2 separate regions of the Oryctolagus cuniculus genome follow, and region 1 is linked to region 2. A link is a contact called in public Hi-C data. All regions are on one chromosome and are shown on one strand. The core of a region is the stretch at or near the end of the contact, and the rest is flanking DNA. Distances in the headings are between cores, read along the strand shown. Region 1 has its middle 50 kb from the start of ATP2A2. Region 2 overlaps IFT81 (intraflagellar transport 81).

Evidence for each region. Hi-C and Micro-C count contacts between places; a contact is called where the count stands out from the background.
Region 1: a contact with region 2 is called in a Hi-C map of an unstated tissue, with 4 times the contacts expected there. The contact joins two enhancer-like sites. A contact is called at or near these places in 3 of 6 Hi-C or Micro-C datasets (ear pinna, psoas muscle and an unstated tissue).

What each region holds. Positions count from the first base shown.
Region 1 is chr21:7,921,708-7,924,701 of mOryCun1.1, forward strand. No RefSeq gene overlaps it. Among named protein-coding and RNA genes, the nearest start is that of ATP2A2, 50 kb to the right of the region's middle. Within about 2 kb of position 1,549, at least 1 of the 8 cell types and tissues checked has an H3K27ac peak or open chromatin away from gene starts, as enhancers often do.
Region 2 is chr21:7,811,757-7,814,865 of mOryCun1.1, forward strand. All of the region lies in intron 3 of IFT81 (intraflagellar transport 81), which reads left to right. Among named protein-coding and RNA genes, the nearest start is that of P2RX7, 23 kb to the left of the region's middle. Within about 2 kb of position 1,480, at least 1 of the 8 cell types and tissues checked has an H3K27ac peak or open chromatin away from gene starts, as enhancers often do.

The sequences.
Region 1 (2,994 bases), core at 299-2,798, 110 kb after region 2:
TTAAGGCCTGTACATTTTCCAAAAATGTTTTAAGTTTTTAAGATAAGTTTTTAAGATAATATGATACAAAGCAGTTTTTGGTAAGTTAAATATAATAAGAAGCTGAATATGTTGCTAAAACAAAAAATATATAAATTTTAGAATTCTATGTTGAATTTGAAAATATGCATCAATGGGTAACTTGCCAAAGCTGCCTTTATAAAGGCAAAAGCAAAGTTTGCATTGAAAAATGACTTTATGTTGTAGAAGCTGGAGTGTATGTCGTAGGCACTCACCCGATGTTAGTGACTAATGAGTGTGAATAAAAGGCTTGTTTCTACAAAGGGGTCTAGGTTTATATCACTCCTCTTGCTTGGCATGAAGCAGTGTTTAGCCTTAGGGAGTGGGTAGGATGGCACTGATGATTAACTCTCCTTTTACATGGCCGTCCATGAGGGGGGATGTAGATCATATGCAAAACAAGTTCTTCTTTTGGAGACAATTCATGACGGGGAGAAGTAAAGTTGAACTCTATTAAATACGTAATTATTTCTCTACTCCTCCGGGCTTAGCTCCGCCTCCCTTTCCTTTTAGTAAGAGCAGTTTAATTAGATCTGTTTGCTGTGTGGCAGCCAGGCATGAGGCCAAGTGTTTTGTCTGGGGAGGATAGAAAAAGATCATTAAAGTTACCTGTTTAGGGCCAGCTGTGTGGCACAGCGGGTTAACACCCTGGCCTGAAGCGCTGGAATCCCATTTCCGATCCAGCTTTCTGCTATGGCCTGGGAAAGCAGTAGAAGATGGCCCAAGTCCTTGGGCCCCTGCACCCACGTGGGAGACCTGGAAGAAGCTCCTGGCTCCTGGCTTTGGATGGGCGCAGCTCCGGCCATTGCAGTCATCTGGGGAGTGAGCCAGCGGATGGAAGACTCTCTCTGTGCCTCTACCTCTCTCTATAACTGTTTCAAATAAATAAAATAAATCTTAAAAAAAAAAGTTATCTGTTTTTTTTTATCTTTCCAGGATCCTATCTTAACACAGTCTTTGAAAGAGAAAGTTGAGTGTAATTGTGGGTTAGCCCCACCTCATCCTTGCAAAAGAAATTTAAAAAGCAAAAAGCAGATTTAGCATTTGGCCCAGTGGTTAAGATTCACTTGAGAAGCCCACATCTCATTTCGGAGTGCCTGGGTTCAAGTCCTGCCTCCACTCCTAATTCTAGTTTCCTGCTAATGTGCACCCTGGGAGGCAGCAGAAGATGGCTCAAGTACCTGGGTCCCTGGCACCCACATGGGAGACCCAGATGGACTTCGAGGTTCTTGACTTCAGCCTGGCCCAGCCCTGGCTGTACGAGCATTTGGTGAACCAGTGGATGGAAGATTCTCTCTCTCTCTCTCTCTCTCTCCCCACTTTTGAAATAAATAAACAAACAAGTTTTTTTTAATTATTTAAAAAGTGAGACAGAATCCAAATAAGTATTTTTTTGAGAGGGTTGGACAATCATGTGTTCTGCTCCCAGGCTCCCTCTTTTGGTAACTGGAAGTACTTTCTTGGCAAACAGATAATTTCACAATTTCCTCTCTAGAATAGCTGAGAGGCTTGAGTCACCAAGTTTGTCTTACTGCTATGGAAATTCACTCTTCAGAGCACAGGAAGAAATGGGAGTTTTTTCAGTGGAAGCATGAATTTCTACTCGTTTCAGAGTGTGACAGCAGGCTCCTGGCAAGGCTACTCAGCATTGCACAGGACACCCTGCTCTTGCAATTGGAATCTTTGAAGGATCTCTTTCATCTCTCTCCTTTGCAAAAATCAGTTGTGTAACGCTTGCAGCAACTCACCTTCCAGCCTCAGCAGAGTGGCCTCAACACAAGTGACTGCTCACGAGGAGCGCGTTCCATGGGTTCTGAAAGCGAAGAGAACTCGGAGGAAAGGCTTAAAAAAAAAGTGATGCAAAACAAGGTTGAACAGACCTTCCTCCCTGCAGCTGTGCGATGATGATGATTCAAGCAGCTCCCCGTTTCTAGGCACTGTCCTAGGTGCTTTATGTGAATGAACTAAGGTGCCTCTCACAATAACCCTAAGGAGGTCAGTGCCGGAAGAAGAAGCAGGCCCAGACAGACTTATATATTCCTACACAGCCAAGGATTGTGGCGGAGCCAGGAACCAAAACCTGCGCTTCTAATTAACTGCTGCATCATGCTGTATGTGACCATGCATGTGCCAGGTAAATGTGTGCACACGGTTCATGTTCATTTATGAACTGACACAGCATGAACTTTTTGTGCAGTGTTTAATATGAACTTATAGCATATTTTCAAAAAAAGATGTTTTCTTACTGTACCTGAAGAATAGACTTTCCTAAATGATTGAAAGTGAGTTCCACCACTGAGATGAAGGAATTATATTGAAAATGAATGAGTAAGTGCATGAAAGAAGGAACTAATAACTTTAGATACAGAGTAAACGGAAGCTTTACGGGTTATAATTTAAATCTGTGAAACATTTTTTAAAATTTTATTTATGTATTGAAAGGCAGAGAGAGAGAGTGAGAAAGAGAGATCTTCTGTCTGCTGGTACACTCCCCAAATGGCCATAACAACCAGGTCTGAGCCAGACTAAAGCCAGGAACCTGTGCAGCCGCATCCTGGTCCCCTACCTGGATGCAGGGGCCAGGTACTTGGACCATCTTCTGCTTTTCTAGGCACGTTAGCAGGAAGCTGGATCAGAAGCAGAGCAGCCAGGACCCATACCAGCACTTATGTGGGATGCTAGCATCTCAAGTGTTGGCTTAACCTGCTGTGCCATAAACACTGGCCCCTGTGAAACTGTTAGATTCATGTACATCTCTCACTGCTGGACATTTAGATCAAGTCCAGTTTTTCTCTTTAGAAACAATTCTGCATGTAGTTTTAAGATTGAAATACAATGAAATGTTAAACAGAGCCACAACATTTATTTCATTTGGTTAAATCCAGAATCTATTGAATCCTTTTACAGACTTTTTGTTTTCTCTATGAAAACACC
Region 2 (3,109 bases), core at 230-2,729:
ACAGAAAGTGGGGCCGGCGCTGTGGTGCAGCAGGTTAAAGCCTTGGCCTGAGACGCTGGCATCCCATATGGGCACCAATTCTAGTCCCGGCTGCTCCACTTACGATCCAGCTCTCTGCTATGGCCTGGGATAGCAGTAGAAGATGGGCCAAGTCCTTGGGCCCCTGCACCCACGTGGGAGACCTGCAAGAAGCTGTCGGGTCCTGACTTCGGATTGGTGCAGCTCTGGCCGTTGCGGCCATCTGGGGAGTGAACAAGTGAATGGAAAACCTTTCTGTCTCTGCCTCTCTCTGTAACTGTGTGTGTGTGTGTGTGTGTGTTTGACAGGCAGAGTTAGAGAAAGAGAGAGAGAAAGGTCTTCCTTTTCCATTGGTTCACCCCCCCAAGTGGCCACTACGGCTGGCGCTGTGCTGATCCGAAGCCAGGAGCCAGGCACTTCCTCCTGGTCTCCCATGCGGGTGCAGGGCCCAAGCACTTGGGCCATCCTCCACTGCCTTCCCAGGCCACAGCAGAGAGCTGGACTGGACGAGGAGCAACTGGGACAGAATCCGACGCCCCAACCGGGACTAGAAGCTGGGGTGCCAGTGCCACAGGTGGAGGATTAGCCAAATGAGCCATGGCGCCGGCTGTTTTTAAAATAAATAAAACTTAAAAAAAGATGATGATACGGGAAGTAATAAAGATCCAAAGCCAGAATCGCCCATATCCCACCATTCAGAGATAACTACTACTGACCGTTTTTGCTTATTTCCTTCCAATCTTGGCACTGTTTTCTAATTCCTGCAAACCACACAAATTATCTCCTCATCCTCTCATTCAGGCCACCGCTGTGGCACTGAGTGGCGCTGCACAGTTATCATCCTCATGGGGCCCGCATTCTACAGGAAGAGTTTCACTGTGGCCCAGAGAGGCGAAATCTGGGAGACTTAACCTAGGCCTGGAACGGGTTCAAATGGAGAAAGACAGACCTTCCAAAGAGAAGAAGGAAGACTTGGTGTAGCAAACGTCTTTTTTTCTGAGTGTTTACCCAGCACTCATTTCTTTTGCAGGTTTCACCCCTCCCCCTGTTAGCCCTCAGCTCCTTTTTGGGAGCAGTTAACCAACCCCCTGGCTTCAGGTGGTCACGGGGCCTGTGTCTAGTCAACCCCTCCGGCCAGTAAATTGGTTCTCCTATGGGCCCATGGCTATCAGGCCATTCAAGAGCAAGGAGACTCCGTTCCATTTGGCTGGCTGGCTGGAAGGGGAAGCTCTCTTTTCATTGGCTTTGAAGAGAAAAGCATGACACTGAGAGCTGCCGGCAGCTGTTTTGCTGTCCTGACTGGAGAAGCTGCTTGTAATCAAGCCAACAGAGGAGGAGAACTGAGAGCTGGAGAAGGAGCGACAGGGATCTGCGGACAAGCTCGGAGCTCCTCGGTCAGGCTGCACTTGGAGTGCGTGTCTCCCATGGGCTTTCCAGTTATATGACCCGGTCAGTTGCCTTTTTGGCTTAACTCAGTTCCAATTAACTCTCTGCCATTTGCAACTGGAAGTTCTAGCACCCGTTGTCACCTTGAGTAATGGAAAAAACCATCACACGCCAAGTCAGAAGGGCTTTGTTTTGCCACCAGCTGGCTGTGACCTTGGGTAAATCACTCTATCCTTCCAGACGCAACTCTCTAGCATGGAAGAAGTCATGTGCAGCCTTGGGTGTCTGGAAGAAGTGGATGACCCTTCGTAGCTTTGTGAATGAAAGACCAAGGGGTAAAGGATTGTAGAGACCTTAAAGGGAAGTTTCGGGTATTGGTTTGGGTGCCTCAGAGATACTTGATTAAAGGCGTGGGCCCCAAGATGGCACTACTGGGAGGCAGTGGCAGCTTCGGGAGGTGGGGCCTTGAGGGATATCCTTCGGTCCTTGGGGGCCCGCTCTCTGCTGGTGTGCCCCCTGGAGTTCCTACCAGAGCATCATTGTAGAAGGAGTAGGCCTGGTCCCACCCACCGCTCCTGCTCCTCCTGGTTTCAGATGTGGCAGTTCACTGGTTCTTTCCTGTGCTCCACCACCCACCATTCACCATGAAGCCCTCACCTGGGCTGAGCTGATACGGGTGCCAGGTCCTTGAACTTCCTAAACTATCAGCTAAATACACCTCCTTTTCCTCGTAAGTGGCCTGTCTCAAGTAGTTTGTTATGATACCAGAAAGCTGACTGTTGGCAAACTAAAAGGCAGATTCAGATGCTGCAGCGTTTGGGGTGAGTGACGTGGAGGCAGGTGTGAGGAAGATCATGGTCCTGTCTGGTCTACCCTTTCCTCTTTGGTACGTGTGTGGGACAAAGGAGTATTACTCTGAGAAAAATGGCAGCACAGATGTGGGAACCATCCACTGATGCTGGCTTTCGGATCGGAGGCTATAGGGAGTGGTAGGGACTGTGCCAACTTGCACAGTGCGTGCCCCATTGCAAGCAGGCAGTCTCTTCTCAGCTCTGCCTGTCTATGCGACATGGGTGGCCAGGTTTTCTAGTTTTTCAAGGCAGCCTGAAATTCGAATTTTTATATGAAATATCAATTTTTAAATGTTGGCCTTTTAAAACAAAAACAACCCATAAGCCAAGTAAAACTTGTCTTTCAGATTTATTTATTTATTTTTAAAGATTTATTTATTTATTTGAAAGAGTTACAGAAGAAGATAGGGGGGGAGAGAGAGAGAGAGAGAGAGAGAAAGAGAGAAAGAGATCTTCCATCCACTGGTTCACTTCCCAAATGGCTGCAATGGCCAGAGCTGAGCCGATTCCAAGTCAGGAGCCAAGAGCTTCCTCCAGGTCTCCCATATGGGTACAGGGGCCTAAGTACTTGGGCCATCTTCTGCTGCTTTCTCAGGCGTATCAGCAGGGAGCTGGGTTGGAAGAGGAGTAGCTGGGACTCAAACCAGCGCCCATATGGGACGCCGGTGGCTTTACCTGCTATGCCACAGTGCCAGTCCCTATGTGCCAGATTTAGCCAAAGTGGTGCTAATTGTGGTCTTTGTGGAGATGTGGAGATGAAAGTTAGTTGGAGTCCTGGCACTGTGGCGCAGTGAGTTAAAGCCCCATCCTGCAGCACCAGATCCCATACGAGCACCGGTCTGAGTCCCAGCTGC